Regions from separate parts of the Sus scrofa genome. Here regions 1, 2, 3 and 5 are each linked to region 4. The links are chromatin contacts, called in public Hi-C and HiChIP or PLAC-seq maps. All regions are on one chromosome and are shown on one strand. The core of a region is the stretch at or near the end of the contact, and the rest is flanking DNA. Distances in the headings are between cores, read along the strand shown. Region 1 has its middle 27 kb from the start of CYP8B1. Region 2 overlaps ANO10 (anoctamin-10). Region 3 overlaps ANO10 (anoctamin-10). Region 4 overlaps LOC110256580 (a long non-coding RNA gene). Region 5 overlaps SNRK (SNF-related serine/threonine-protein kinase).

What was found. A called contact is a pair of places that touch in the nucleus more often than the background predicts. HiChIP or PLAC-seq counts read pairs in DNA pulled down with a chosen protein or histone mark.
Region 1: a Hi-C map of liver shows a contact between it and region 4, with 7 times the contacts expected there. The contact joins two enhancer-like sites. A contact is called at or near these places in 3 of 5 promoter capture datasets (fetal liver, fetal skeletal muscle and liver), 26 of 47 Hi-C or Micro-C datasets (alveolar macrophages, brain, embryonic fibroblasts and 15 more) and 2 of 2 datasets of contacts at active chromatin or transcription factors (alveolar macrophages and skeletal muscle).
Region 2: an H3K27ac HiChIP or PLAC-seq map of skeletal muscle shows a contact between it and region 4. The contact joins two enhancer-like sites. A contact is called at or near these places in 1 of 47 Hi-C or Micro-C datasets (embryonic fibroblasts) and 1 of 2 datasets of contacts at active chromatin or transcription factors (skeletal muscle).
Region 3: a contact with region 4 is called in an H3K27ac HiChIP or PLAC-seq map of skeletal muscle. The contact joins two enhancer-like sites. A contact is called at or near these places in 1 of 47 Hi-C or Micro-C datasets (heart right ventricle) and 1 of 2 datasets of contacts at active chromatin or transcription factors (skeletal muscle).
Region 5: an H3K27ac HiChIP or PLAC-seq map of skeletal muscle shows a contact between it and region 4. The contact joins two enhancer-like sites. A contact is called at or near these places in 2 of 47 Hi-C or Micro-C datasets (heart right ventricle and retroperitoneal adipose tissue) and 1 of 2 datasets of contacts at active chromatin or transcription factors (skeletal muscle).

Annotation. Positions count from the first base shown.
Region 1 is chr13:26,357,460-26,360,159 of Sscrofa11.1, forward strand. No RefSeq gene overlaps it. Among named protein-coding and RNA genes, the nearest start is that of CYP8B1, 27 kb to the left of the region's middle. Within about 2 kb of position 1,437, at least 57 of the 83 cell types and tissues checked have an H3K27ac peak or open chromatin away from gene starts, as enhancers often do. A contact at or near this core is called in brain, fetal skeletal muscle, liver and 3 more, where this site is marked.
Region 2 is chr13:26,746,374-26,749,073 of Sscrofa11.1, forward strand. The region is part of intron 12 of ANO10 (anoctamin-10); the gene reads right to left. Among named protein-coding and RNA genes, the nearest start is that of SNRK, 79 kb to the left of the region's middle. Within about 2 kb of position 1,343, at least 5 of the 83 cell types and tissues checked have an H3K27ac peak or open chromatin away from gene starts, as enhancers often do. A contact at or near this core is called in skeletal muscle, where this site is marked.
Region 3 is chr13:26,798,255-26,800,954 of Sscrofa11.1, forward strand. The region is part of intron 12 of ANO10 (anoctamin-10); the gene reads right to left. Among named protein-coding and RNA genes, the nearest start is that of SNRK, 130 kb to the left of the region's middle. Within about 2 kb of position 1,352, at least 2 of the 83 cell types and tissues checked have an H3K27ac peak or open chromatin away from gene starts, as enhancers often do. A contact at or near this core is called in skeletal muscle, where this site is marked.
Region 4 is chr13:26,549,681-26,552,380 of Sscrofa11.1, forward strand. It overlaps LOC110256580 (a long non-coding RNA gene), which reads right to left. Exons shown (of 2, transcript XR_002338245.1): 2 at 1,129-2,579. Among named protein-coding and RNA genes, the nearest start is that of POMGNT2, 47 kb to the left of the region's middle. Within about 2 kb of position 1,426, at least 28 of the 83 cell types and tissues checked have an H3K27ac peak or open chromatin away from gene starts, as enhancers often do. A contact at or near this core is called in brain, fetal skeletal muscle, liver and 3 more, where this site is marked.
Region 5 is chr13:26,712,433-26,715,132 of Sscrofa11.1, forward strand. SNRK (SNF-related serine/threonine-protein kinase) reads left to right here. Exons shown (of 8, transcript XM_021071714.1): 6 at 970-1,182. Among named protein-coding and RNA genes, the nearest start is that of SNRK, 45 kb to the left of the region's middle. Within about 2 kb of position 1,264, at least 9 of the 83 cell types and tissues checked have an H3K27ac peak or open chromatin away from gene starts, as enhancers often do. A contact at or near this core is called in skeletal muscle, where this site is marked.

The DNA of each region.
Region 1 (2,700 bases), core at 187-2,686, 190 kb before region 4:
TAGGCCTGCACCTGCAGCCTATGGAAGTTCCCAGGCTAGGAGTCAAATTTGAGTTATAGCTGCTAGCCAACACCACACCTGAACCACATTGGCAACCTACATCACAGCTTACATCCTCATGGATTCTAGTCAGGTTCTTAACCCACTGAGCCACAACGGGAACTCCTGCTATAGGTTCTTTTATTTTTGCCTTGGTATACCTACCCAACCATGTATCTTGTGATCATTCAGTTTCTTTTAACCAGTGAGATCCTAACCCCTGCTCTTCCACATTTAAAGTTCTTTCCAAGGTAATCAGAGGAGTTCCTATAAAGCTCCCAGGTTATGCAGACCATTGAGGACTTGAGGTTACCTTGAAAAGATGTGACCTGGTTTCCAAACAAGGGCCTCATGGGTCCTGGGGAGCTGTTAGCCTCAGTAGGACATGGCTGAAGCCTGGACCCTCCTTTGGACCCAGCCTTCCTGTCAGTGTGGCTGTTTTGTGGGAAACAGTGATTGAGCATGGGTGTGAGATAAAGAGTTGTCGACTGTGAGCCCCACGTGGGGCATCACAGTGGCTGGGGTAGGAACTAGATAAATGAGGGCATCTGGCAGTAGTGGGCAAGTGAAGGTCTCTGAACCAGTAAGCAGGGCAGTGTACATAGGCTTCTAGCTGGGCCTGGGATTCACTTCCTGCTTCTAACCCTCAGTTATTCATGGTGACTCCCTAAGCAGCACAGAAAAGCTCAGCTTTTTCGACTTTACAAGGGTCTTCTTGATATACATCAAGATCGCTACTCTATCCTCGACTTTCCTTCATGCAGCAAAAGTTTTGGTGGCTCCTTTGCCTTCAGGTCCCCACCCTGTCCAGGTCAGGCCCTTAGCCCCGTTCAGATCTCCAGCCAGGTCTCTGATTGCTTCCCTAGGCCTAAAGCGAGGGACCCACTAGAGGGTGGGGAGTCGGCCAGGGCAGGGCCAAGCCTGTCGACGCTGGGAATGGGAGGGCTCCCGCGCCCAAGGACAGGTAAGACTTTGCGGGTTCCTCTACTCCTCGGCCCGGCTGGGCCCCGCCCCTTCATCCTATATCCAATGACATAAAAGCCCGATTCTTGCTGGATAATCCAGGTCCTAATGCTTCGATGCAGAACGCACTGCTTGGAAGAAAGGCAGAAACCTACTCTCCCGCCCTCCCTTTTCCTCAGGCTTGTATCGCGAGAACTTAGGAGGAGGAACCACCGATATCTGCGGTCCTCCAAGATTACTAGAGAGAATATCAGGGAAAGTTATAAATTGACAGGACAGGGTGATGACATACTTCCGGCGCAGCCTTTTTTTTTCTTTTAAAGCTTATGAAGGTTTGGTTTGTGAGAACCGGCGTGTGGTACCCCAAACCTCTTCTCTCTGGGAAGGGCCCAGGCTATTCAGAGCCCACGGTGAGCGGGTCTAGCTTGTTCTAGAAGGACTGGCCGGACCCTGGGGGAGACGGGCGCGGCTACTCGGTTACTGGGGTGCTCATCCCTATGCCTAGGCTCGACTCGTTCGCATAGCGAGGGGGCGCTGGCGGGCCCGGGACGTTGGCCACAGGTTCCTGCGCCCTAGTTTCTTGTCCCCAAGACAGCCTGCGCCCTGTTCAGATTCGGGTACCGACACAAATTCGAGTTTTGACTTTCAAAAGTGTCAACAAGCCTCCAGGACACGCCGTCTACAGAGAACACGCCCCTCGGTCGCTTCCGCCCTCTTTTGCCCTGAGGAAACCCCAGCCCTACCCCTAGTCCTGTGCAAGACCTAACGCCATTTACCTTTTGAAGTGGTCCCAGGAAATCGGTCTCTGATCACTTTATTAACTTTACTTCCCTGGCCTGGTATAAAGCCAGTCTGGAAGCTTGTTGCTGTCTGTACAGCAAGATTTTGAGATGGTCGTTTTTATCCCCTCCCAGGATGGAGGTTACTGAACCCACAAAATTGGGGAGCGTGGAGTCTTGGATTTAGATTGGCTCATCCGAATGTTTAAGAATCTCAAGACGAATTATCATCTGTTAAGCACTTACTATGTGTCTGATTTTTCGCATATAATAGCCTTTATACACAGGTGGAGATGTGGAAAGATTTATTCATCTAGTTGTCTTCACATGTCTTTCACTCTTTTCATTACATTCTTTTAACCTTTATTCATTGTCATAACCTAATTGTTAAGGTTTATAACAATCAGATAAAACATTTGGTTCCTGACATTAGTGACGTGTGTTGTGTTGGGATTTGTTCCCCACCTGGGCTTGTTATTTGTACTTCGACTCCATAGCTGTAGTTTTCCCCGTAGGAAAGTAGTGTTTTGTGTTTTGTAGCGTGGCCTCTGCTGTTCCACTTCCAGATAATTTGCCTTTCACAGATAGTCAACGGTACCGATCACATCTTTTTGCTTAATATGTCAGTAATATCAAGTATCCACTGTGAGGGCTGTTTATTACAGTATCATGATTTAAGAGTATCATGATTTAAGAAAAGTACAATTACAGGAGGTACCTTTTTTTTTTTTTTTTTTTTTTTTTGCTTTTTTTTTTAGGGCCGCACCTACTACGTATAATATGGATGTTCCCAGGCTAGGGATCTAATCGGAGCTACAGCTGCTGACCTGCGCCACAGCCACAGCAACGCAGGACCCTTAACCCACTGAGCGAGGCCAGGGATCGAACCTGCAACCTCATTTTGAACAAAACCCATCAA
Region 2 (2,700 bases), core at 93-2,592, 200 kb after region 4:
GCTGCCTTTTAATTTTTATTCAGTTCTTCGTGTGGTCTCTTTTTAGCAGACAATAGAGTTGTAGCCTCTCTTCTGCTGTCTGCCCCTCTTGTGGCTGAAGTTGGTATGGGGGCTTTCTGTAGGCTTCCTGATGGGAGGAACTAGTCCAGGGCAGCAGCTTTAAAAGGAACTGGATTCTTAGGTCAGTTCAGCTCAGCAATGGTACCCAGGACAGCTGGCCCTGGAGTCCACTAGCCATCTGGTGACATCATAGGGTCACCCATCCCTACATGCACCTACCTCCTTCCATTCTAATTGGGCTGGGGCATGGCCTAGGCATGGGGGCTTTGAATGCACCCCCCCTCCCATGATTCGGTCATGCAGCTGGGGTGGAGAACCACTTCCTGGAAGGCAGCCACTTCCACAGTGCTAGCGACGGGAAGGAAGGGAGCAGGAACAGGAGCCTCCATTGTGCAAGCTATGCCCTCACTACCTGTCCACCTTGGCAACTGAGCATGTCTCCCCTATTTGTGTCACTGATGTACAAGTTACTGATGGGCCTAAGCCACCTTTTTGAGGTCAGATAGGGTCAGGGCAAAATTAAGCAAGAGTCTGGCAGTTCAGGTGACAAAGGAAAGTAGAGAATCAGCCTTTTGAAGTACCATGTTTTCACAAAAATGATTTTTTTATTAGATCTAGAGGAAAGTCCCTCAAACAAGCAGCATTCTGAACACGTTTTAATAGAACCATGAAAAACTCCAGCTCTGTCCTAGACTTGGCAGTGCTATCAGGCCCTGATAAGCCCCCAACAGGGTGGAGGGGCAGGAAGGCACAGGGGCAGCACCTGGGCAGAATTACAGCCACCCCCTCTCCTGTTGGAGGAGTTGGCTCATTTTACTATTTGACAACTGTAAAACTGTAAGAGTTGCTGACAGACTCAACAGGGCTCTGAACCCCACATCCCACCCCAGCCAGCTTTCCTGCCATTCATCCCTATCTCAGGAACAACTGCCACCTGGCTGTGCAGACCCAAACCTAGATACTACCCTGGATGACTCTCTGCTCCATCCAGGGGTCCTGTCACCTCCAACTGCCAAGTACACCCCACTCCTCATTGCCCAGCTTCGGGCTCTCACCCTTGCTCTGTTGAAACCATTTCCCAGACTCTCCCATGTCTGTCCACAAACTACCCTCACCATGTTTCAAGATAGGAGCCAGAACATGTACCTACAGAGCTTTCCCATAGGTCTGGGGACTGAAAGTCAAGCCCGCACTTTTCTCTCACTGCCTTCCCACCACTGCCCCCCTCCAGCCTTGGTTCTGTTCCCTAACCACCAGATCCTGCCTCCTGCTGGCTCTTCACCATCTGTCTCACCTGCCTTGCCTCTGAGGTTTTCTCCTCAGCCTGTCTCCTCCCAGAGAGGCTGTCCCAGATCATTCCACTCGGAGGAGCTGCCGGTCACCATCACAGGCCTCTATTTTAATTCCTGCACTTCCCTCTACTGTCTGTTTTTTTATTGTTTATATGCATGGTTTTTCTACTTTAAATGTTCTAATCCATCTAGTATCTGGCCTCATGACTCTACCCTCAGGGCCCATAACAGCTCTGGCACAGGGTTGGACTCCATAAATAGCTACGCAAGAACAGCCAACATGTCTTTGAGCCTGTAGCAGCAGTCAGAGAGATGACAGTTCAGCTGATAATCTTAGCAAGAGCAACATGAACAGGTAAAGCCTCCTTTATGGTGGGTGTGTAAATGAGACATATCCATGTTCTTGATGTCACTGTCACTCTGGATCATATGTGCTGGTCACATGTATGGGATAACAGAAAACACACCATAACATGGGCTGTGAGAAGTTACAGGGTTTCAGCATTCCAGATGGCCACCTGCCCTGATAACAGTGTAGGCCTGGGTCCACCCCTCAGATTATCACCCAGTGGGGACAGAAATCAGCCCCCCAGGCTCTCGAGTGGCTCTGGTGAAGGGGAAGGCTGTCTTCAGGTGGAGCTGGATGGAAGAAGGGTGATAGAGGAGTCAAGGGCCACCAAAAGGTTGCAAAATGGTCAGCTTGGATCAAGCAGAAAATCAAAACTCTTCCAAGAAGGTACAAACCCAGCTCCCAGACCTGGCAGCCAGGGCCGGGTTACCCAGGTAGGGAGATGCTGTGTCATGAGTTCATTAACTGCATGGGCTGACTAGGGAAAGTAAATGTCAGTTTAGTTTAAAAAAGAAAAAAATTAATGTCTACTTCCTAAATCATCTTTTTTGGGGAGGAGACCAAGACAGCAGGGTAGAGGACATGCAGCTCGCCTCCTCCCACAAATACATCGAGATACGTGGATAATCAGAACAGTTCTCACAGAATACCAACTCTAAGTAGGCAGGTCTTCTACAACTAAAGCTGCAAGAAAAATCCCCAGGTAACCAAGTAAGACCAAAGGGGGAAAAAAGGGGAACTGGGGTGGGTCCTGTGCCCCTGGGAGCAGGCTGTGAAAGAAGCAAGGTTCCTTCATTCTGGGACCCTCCTTTGCCAGCTAGGAGGTCTGCTGGGACAGATCGGCAGATACAAGGGTCTAGAATTTGCCTAAAAGGAGTGTGCCAGGCTGGCTTGCTGTCTAGCAGGATAGAGAGGGACCAGCACTGATGCTGCTGTGTCACCCCACCTCCCAGCCTGGGACACATGTCTGCTGGTGTGTGTGGTGCCTGGGTGCTGAAA
Region 3 (2,700 bases), core at 102-2,601, 250 kb after region 4:
CATTAATCACTTCAAAGAAAGTCATCATTTATGAATTGGAGAGAAATCTACTGTGTGAAATATCAAGCCAACAGACCCCACCTCCAAGAATTGGTCTTAGGAGTCACAGCCCACGTAGAAGGCTTGGAACCATGGCTAGCTCGTGTCATCTCCTGTTGCATGCCACCTATCACCACCCCTGTTATCATTACTACCCAGCTGTGTTCGGGTCGTGAAAATAGGTGGGGATGCTATAAAGGCAGAATTCTGACTGGGCCTCCAATCTGACTTTATGGTACCATTTTGTCCCAGAATTCCCTCCTGGTCTGCCCAGTGAGGCAGGGCCCCCAAGCCTGAGGTGTCCTCCTCCTCCATCACCAAGCTCTCCTCCCCTTTCCTGCCCTGCTTCACACTGTGTCTTACTGTACTGTCACCACAGCCTCACTCTGCCTGTGTGTGTTAGGACCATTTGGGGAGACTATGACAAAGGAGGGTCAAGACACTCGCCCTGAAGGTACAGAGGGCTGTGAGACAAAGTCCTGACACAGGAGAAAGGGAAAAGCCAGCTCAGAGGGCACTCAAACACTCAAAACATTTTAGGCTTCAATTTACCTTTATCTACTGGCTCAGGCTGACTTGGGGCTTGACAAATGGACCATCCCCTCCCCAAGGACTGAGGCTCTGGCACTGATGGGCACTGGCTTTCTCAGAAGCCAATTCTTTATTTGGATTCAACATCTTTTTGCGAACTACATGTTGGCAGATCAACGTGATTACATATTCAATGGTGAAAAACTTTAGCATCCTCATTCTATGCTGTGAAACTTTTAACTTTCCATTAAAAAATGCTTATACAGCTGCCATAACTTGAGAGCACAAATACGCAGGGCAAGACAAGTTCAGAAGCTCTTGAGAAATGTTGGAAATGGTTTAAAAATAATTAACCCTAGAAAACAAAGACATCACTTAATGCAGGCTGACCCAGCCTACCTGCTGGTTCAAGGGGCTCACATTTGATTTGAGGCCCCAGAGGGCCATAATTAGCCATTGTAATGTCTTCTTAAATTCCTTATCTGGAGCTTCTGCTGTGGTGCAATGGGATCAGTGGCACCTTGGGAGTGCTGGGATGCGGGTTCAATCCCCGGTCCTGCACAGCTGGTTAAGGATCTGGCATCGCCACAGCTGTGGCTTAGGTCGAGACTGCGGCTCAAATGTGATCCTTGGCCTGGGAGCTCCATGTGCCGAGGGGCAGTCAAAAATGAAAAATAAAAAAATTCTTTATCCATTCTTTCCACTGATTTCTGAGGCTGTTCTCTCTCCATGGCTCCATTTGGACTCGCTCCCTGGCTTCTGCGGGTGCTTGGCTCCCAAGAGGGCTTGGCTGCTGATTTGTGCCGGTACTCAGGATGTGGTGCCCTTGTGCTCCAGCCCATCCAGTGAGCAAATGCCACCTGGATAAGAGTCTTTTCTATTTTTAACTGGATCTTAAAATCACTGAGAGTCGAAGGCATCAATTTGAAAAGAAATAAAAGGGCATCACTAGGATGATATTTACTGTCTAGAATTCTTTGTAAAGGTCTCACCAATAGAAGTCTAATCATTTGAAAATGCCCTTTGCAAAGCAAACAATTTTATTTTCCCCAGTTCGCCTCTCACCTTCAAGTATATCTCATTTGCTTACATATTTAGGAACGCCGCAGTTCCCCACCTCACACGGAAAAAAGAACTGCTCTCAGTACCCTTCCTCTCCACTGTGGTCCCCACACTCACCACTGCCCCCTCCTGCTGCGAGCTGGATGCAGCCCCAGGACCATGGAGGGAGCACTTCCCTATGTCAGGCTCCACAGCCACCATGCTGGAGTCACTCGAAATGTTGGGTAAAAAAAAAAAAAAGTACATTTCTGGGCCTTCCCATAGACCTTGGGTCCAGGCTTTCATTTTATAAGACAAAAAAAAAAAAAAAATGGAGGCTCAAAGATGTTACTGGCTTATTCCTGGTGGCCCAAAACTTGCTCATTCTCGGCACCCACCTGACCATGCTTGGGGTCCATCTTTGCTGGGACCTGAGGGTGGAGGGGAGGGGGTGTGGAGCAATAAAAAGAGTTTTTAAAATGTAGGTATCTGGGCCCCACTTTAGATTTAGGGGATCAGAATCTTCATAGTGCAGGGCCTAGCCACTTGCATTTTTTGAAGGTTCTACATTCAAGATGCACAGCCCAATTTAAGAACTGTCCAGTGAGTTACATTTTTCAATCATGTTTTGTTCATAAAATGGGAACTGAGTTGAAAAGAAAGCAATTCAAACATATATTAAACATAATATAAGAATTACTCATGGGTAATCATTTCTGTTGACAAGCTTGTTGTCAATTTCTCATCACTTAACAGTGAAAGAGTCCAGGGACAGGCTAGGCATTAATGAGATGTATTCTTAAATCTGTTTTCTGTATCTCCATTTTCGATCGGGGTCCACCAACTGACATGGCAGATGCTCTCTCTGCCTTTGTAATACTGGAGTAGCCCAGTGAGGAGAGGCTCCACTTGTTTATAAAGCAGACAGTTAAATGTCAGAGTGAGGAAAAAAGAAAAAAATTCTATATCCTAGAGATGGCACTAGTTGAGCAAGTAAACAGAAGACAAGTCAGTGAACGTGAGTCTGTGAAAAGCACAAGGTGGGTGGCCTTCCATGTCTAGGACCTTTCAGACCTTTCAGGACCTCTC
Region 4 (2,700 bases), core at 176-2,675:
AAGCAAAGCTATTTGGATTTTTCTCCCTGCAGTACCTCTCAGAGCCTTTAAGATGCTGGCAGGTAGTGTGACCTTTAAGAAGGGGCTGTTTCTAGCAATTTTACCAACAGTAACCGATCTCTGAAGCCCTCTTGTGAAGAGTATCTCTGTTCACTGAGTGTCTGTGGGACACATTTTGGAAAATTGCTCCCCCAAGCACTGCCTGCGAGCAGAATTGGAGAAACAATCCCAATCCCATTAGGCTGCATCCTCGTGAGATCTGCACAGCTGAATGATGGGGATGCCTTTTTAGAAGAAGAAACCTGAGACTGCGTCGGGCTTTCAGACCAGGGGCGCCGCTGCAGTCTCACTGGTTGATTAAGAACTGTGGTCAGGCCCATGACAGATTTTATTATCAATTAAGGGACCTGGAAAGTAAGAAAAACATCCTGAAGCATCTAGTTGGTAGGACACTGGGCGTTTGGTTCAGCAAAGACTGTAGGCCATGACTAAACAGAAGGCATCACCCCTTAATTCCAAGGGCATAAAATATCCCTGCAAATGAAATGGTCCAAAGGAGAATAAAAGGAGCAATGGAGAGTGGGTGCAGCAGACAGATGGGAGGCTGCCCATATCTGCTGGGGCCTCAACATGACAAGGGCTGGCCCTCCATTTGCCAAGATCCGCATCTCTGCCTGGAACCTGCGAAGGCCGTCAGGCCCTAAGTGCCTAAGAATTGATGGCCAGCAGCCCGCAACCAACGAGGAACTCTCCTGCCTCTCCAGCAGGATGACTGAGGTGCTAAGTCCATACTGGCTTAGAGAATTCCCCGGTGGGCCGAATCTCCAGTTGCCCCTAGTGGCCTCTGGTTTGCTAACAAGCCTTTTATTAGCTGCCTTCCCTTCCCTGCCTCCCTTTGCCTAGGAAACTGGGTTAAGTCCTGCAGGAATTTCTCTCCTGGTAAGATTCCTAGTAAGAAGGCCTGTTTTCCTGGTTTCCATAATCCTCCAAGCCATTGCTCCACTCCAGGGAGTGAAGAGCAGTTCCCTCTGATTTCTGACAGAGGGCAGCATTTAGTTTTCTACCACCACCAGGAGATGTATTCCTAGGACTTGCAAATGACTCCAGCTCAAAATAAAGGAAAACAAATTGAAATGAGGATTTTAATCACTGCGAAGGGAATGAAAGGCTGTGTCAGCGTTTCCATGGTAAGTGCCGTCTTTCAGGGATTTATCATCCCAGCTGTAAAAATATGCTTTATGCTAGGATTTGGCAAGAGCAAGGCTTCAGTCACTGAAAAATCTATATATTATTAAAGATTCCACTTTCAATCCAGTTGGAAATGTGACTCTGTCCAAATGGCACAGAATGCCCCTCTGCCCCTCGGGGCTGCCAACAGAGCCACTGCATCCCTGGCCAATTCCACTGGGCACCAGCTTGGAGAAGTGGCAGAGGCACAGCCCCTGGCCCGGTTGCACTAAGGAAGACGCCTGGATCTCTGTGGAGGCAAAGTGGTCCTGGGCTGGGGATAGAGTCGGGTAGGGGGTGCTGTCTGTGCGGTTGCAGGTGGCTCTGAGGACTGGCACACCTTCTCCCTCTCTCACGCCCTGGGTCCCAGGGCCACTGAGGGGGGAGAGGGGCGAGGTGGGCGAGGGGTACCAGTACAACCACACAGGCTCCTCCCCCGCACCCCGGCTCATGATGCAGAGGCCCCGATGTCGTCACAAGGGGAAGAATCTTAGGCTGAATTGACCGGAAACCTTTGGCTCATTCTGATTTTAGCTCGCAGCCTGAGCTCCGGGCATGTGAAGGGAATGACAGTCATGTGATCAGCCAACAAGGAGGCAGTTTGGGTAACACAGGACCTGGTCTGAACCTTTGTGATATCACATTAAAGTCACGTCTGCTTGGGTTCAAACAGGACCAGATTTACAGAAACTTTGGTGTGCTCTTTGTTTGAAACAGGGTGGTGGGCGTGGAAGGGGAGCACTTTACAATAAAGAAAAAAGTTAAGAGCAGAAATAGCAACTTTTTATAATCTGAAATAAATCTTTAGTAGGTGCCAGTCCGTGTGCTTATCACGTCTTAGGTATTAGCAGTTGCATCTTTCCCTGACACAGTGGTGGGTATGTTACTTCCATTGAAAAGGTGAACAAATCGACAGTCCCAGGTTGAGGAACTCGCCCTCAGGGAGGGCTCATGCAGAGCAGGTGGCAGAGTGCACCCGCGTTCTGGACTCCAGTAGGGTCTGAACTCCCCTCCGTCGACACAGTTCAGGAGCAGCGCTTTGGGATCCCATCAGCCCTTCTCCTCCTGCCAGCGGGCAGCCTGGCACAGTCCTCGTCTGTATAGCAGCCCCGCTCATTTCTCCGGCTGGGACAGATGACTGCTGCAGAGGGCAGACCTCGGAGCAACGGCTAAGCTTAAAGGGGCAGACTGGCTACCAGGCACAGTCGGCAGGGCTAGGTATGTGTTCTCTATGTCATCTCATTCACCACCACTCCAGCAACTGCCCCAGGCAGGTACTTGTGTTGTCTCCATTTTATAAAGAACACCAGGAACAGAGAGAGCAAATCATTTCTCCAAGGTCACACGCAAGCCTGTAGGAGAAGATAAAAATGGGATACTAGCTCAGGCCGCTTGACTCTCAAGATGAAACCAGGGAATGCTGCCTGGGGGAGAGTGAGTTTCCCCAGGCTCAGAATGTCCAAGGAAGTTCTG
Region 5 (2,700 bases), core at 14-2,513, 160 kb after region 4:
CATTTACTTTTCTACTAGTTGCCTAGGGGTACTTCCAGCCTGAAACCTCTTAAAATTAACTTATTCAATATGTATATCACACAGATATGATATCACTAATTTGGACTACAAACTTGTATGAGGATCAGCTTGTAGTTCTTAAAAGAAATTCTCCCACTCCACCTCCATAGCCAGTTTTGAGGCAGGCAGTTTTCCTTCTTGACATCTTAGCAGTAGATTTGTTTCTCATTTCTCATTCACCCTCACACTGAAGGGTGAATCAAGAACATCTATCAAGTTCTTTCCAAGAATTGCATCCCCCACCGTCAGTAGGCCTTACATGTTTTATTCTGTTTCATGCACTGAGTGTTTAAACAGAAACAAGCAGAAACAATCAGGCCAGAGGGCAGCTTTGTCCTTTGCCTTCTAAGAATCTTGCTTTTACTCTGTTTTTACCTGATGAGTAGTTCATCTGTCTGTCCTTCGGTCTGCCCTCCTTCCCTCACCTCCTCCCTCCTACTCTTCCTTCTAGCCAACACAATGCCTTTAAACAAAATATATGTCTTAAAATATATGGCATTTTGTTTGCTTTCATCAGGATGGTCATTCATTCTTCCTGAAATAGAAGTTGGCTCATGCACCCTATTCTGTATGTCATTGCTGATCATTGTATCTGGTTTTGCCACGGTTGGTATCTGTTGTTTTGCCACAGTTAGTTCAAGGACAGATGTTGGTACCAGGAGTTAATTCTAGATGATAGGAAACTGCGTTTGTGTGTTTGGCTTATCGGCATATCTGGTGGTTGTGATTTTTTTTATGAATTTTATGGCACTGTATTTTCTTTATTCCCATCTGCCTCACCACCTCCACTAGTGAATGTAATTAAATTGATGGTATAAGATTAGGAAACAATTTTGATAAATACAGTAACACACGGTTACTAATCCCCCACAGCTGTTTGCTTTAACATGGACTTGCTTTCCTTTCCAGCCTGATCACACGGATGCTACAGAGAGATCCCAAGAGAAGGGCCTCTTTAGAAGAGATTGAAAACCATCCTTGGCTTCTGGGAGTGGACCCTTCACCAGCCACGAAGTACAACATCCCCCTTGTGTCATATAAAAACCTCTCGGAAGAGGAGCACAACAGCATCATTCAGCGCATGGTGCTTGGGGACATAGCAGATCGGGATGCCATTGTCGAGTATGTTGGCACTCATCAGTATAGGGCCGTGGGCTTTGGGTCCTTGGAATGAGTTCTTTTAACATGTCAGGGCCCATGGACACTGTGTCATGGATAGAATTCCCACTTGGCAGGGGTTATGTCATTTATCTCTAGAGTTCCTGGCCCAGTGCCTGGCTCATAGGTTTTGTTGGTCTTTGTTTTTATTTTTGTACCAGTGAACAAGTAAACCATTGTTAGTGGTGTCACTGAGTCCCTTCCTGCAGAGGTGGATTGGAATGGACTTTTGTATCCCAGTACATGCCTTGTCCATTGCTATATCCTCTTCATTCCCTGGTCTCCCTCTGGTCCCCACAGAGAAGTAGGGACACTCAGGGCAATACCACAAGTCCTCTAAATCAGGGGTTGACCAGTCACACATTTTCATGAGTAAAGGTTTAGTGACTCACAGCCATACCCCTTTGTTTACATATTGTCTGTAGCAGCATTGTGCTGCAGTATCAGAGTTGTTGTGAGAGAGACCGTATGACCTCCAAAACGCAAAATAGTTACTGTCTGGCTCTCTAGAGCCCTTGTTGCCGTAACCTGGAACCCACAAAATGCACACATTATTAGTTGTATTCTTTAAAACCCAACCAGTTTGTAATAACCTAAGAAGTTTGGAATCAATGATTACATAAAGATGCACTTGCTTTAACATCATTTGATTCACTTCTATTAGAGGTCCATCTATAAAAATGTGAATCATTTCCACAAATGAAAAGTTGAAAGTTATTTAACCTGTTGGAAGAAACACTTGGGTATGCTGGAAAGAGGATATACTTTAGGGGGGGCAAAAAAAGTGTTCCTATCAGGAGGGGCACTCTGGCCTGTGTGATCTGACCCTGATAACTGACCTCAGGGGAGAGGAGGCTGGCTGCAGGCCAGACTGACCTCTGTAGCATGTCAGACTGTCACATGCGGCACTCAAGGATCTGGTTCCCAGGAGTTTCCATCATGGCTCAGTGGTTAATGAACCTGACTAGTACCCATGAAGACGCGGGTTTGATCCCTGGCCTTGCTCAGTGGGTTAAGGATCCAGTGTTGCCGTGAGCTGTGGGGTAGGTCGCAGAAATGGCTCGGATCCCACATTGCTATGGTTGTGGTATAGGCTGGCAGCTATAGATGCGATTCATCCCCTAGCCTGGGAATCTCCATATGCTGTGGTTGCAGCCCTAAAAAGACGAAAGACAAAAAAAGAAAATAAAAAGGATCCTGGTCCCCAGGAAGGTATCCACACATAGGACATGTATCTTTAGGGTACACTGGAAAGGATTTACAAAAATAAAGTCAGGTTCATGATTTTGGTTTAAGTATAGATTTTTACAGGTTTCAGAGTGTGTTATAAGCTTTCACAGATTGACCCATAGATACTGAGATGACCTAAACAGAGAAGAGTAGGACACTTGCCCTTTCTACCAAGGACAGTCACTTTACGAGTGTAGAAAATGATTATTTTTGAGTGAATGAAAGGTTCTTTGCCTCTCCCTGAAGTGGCTT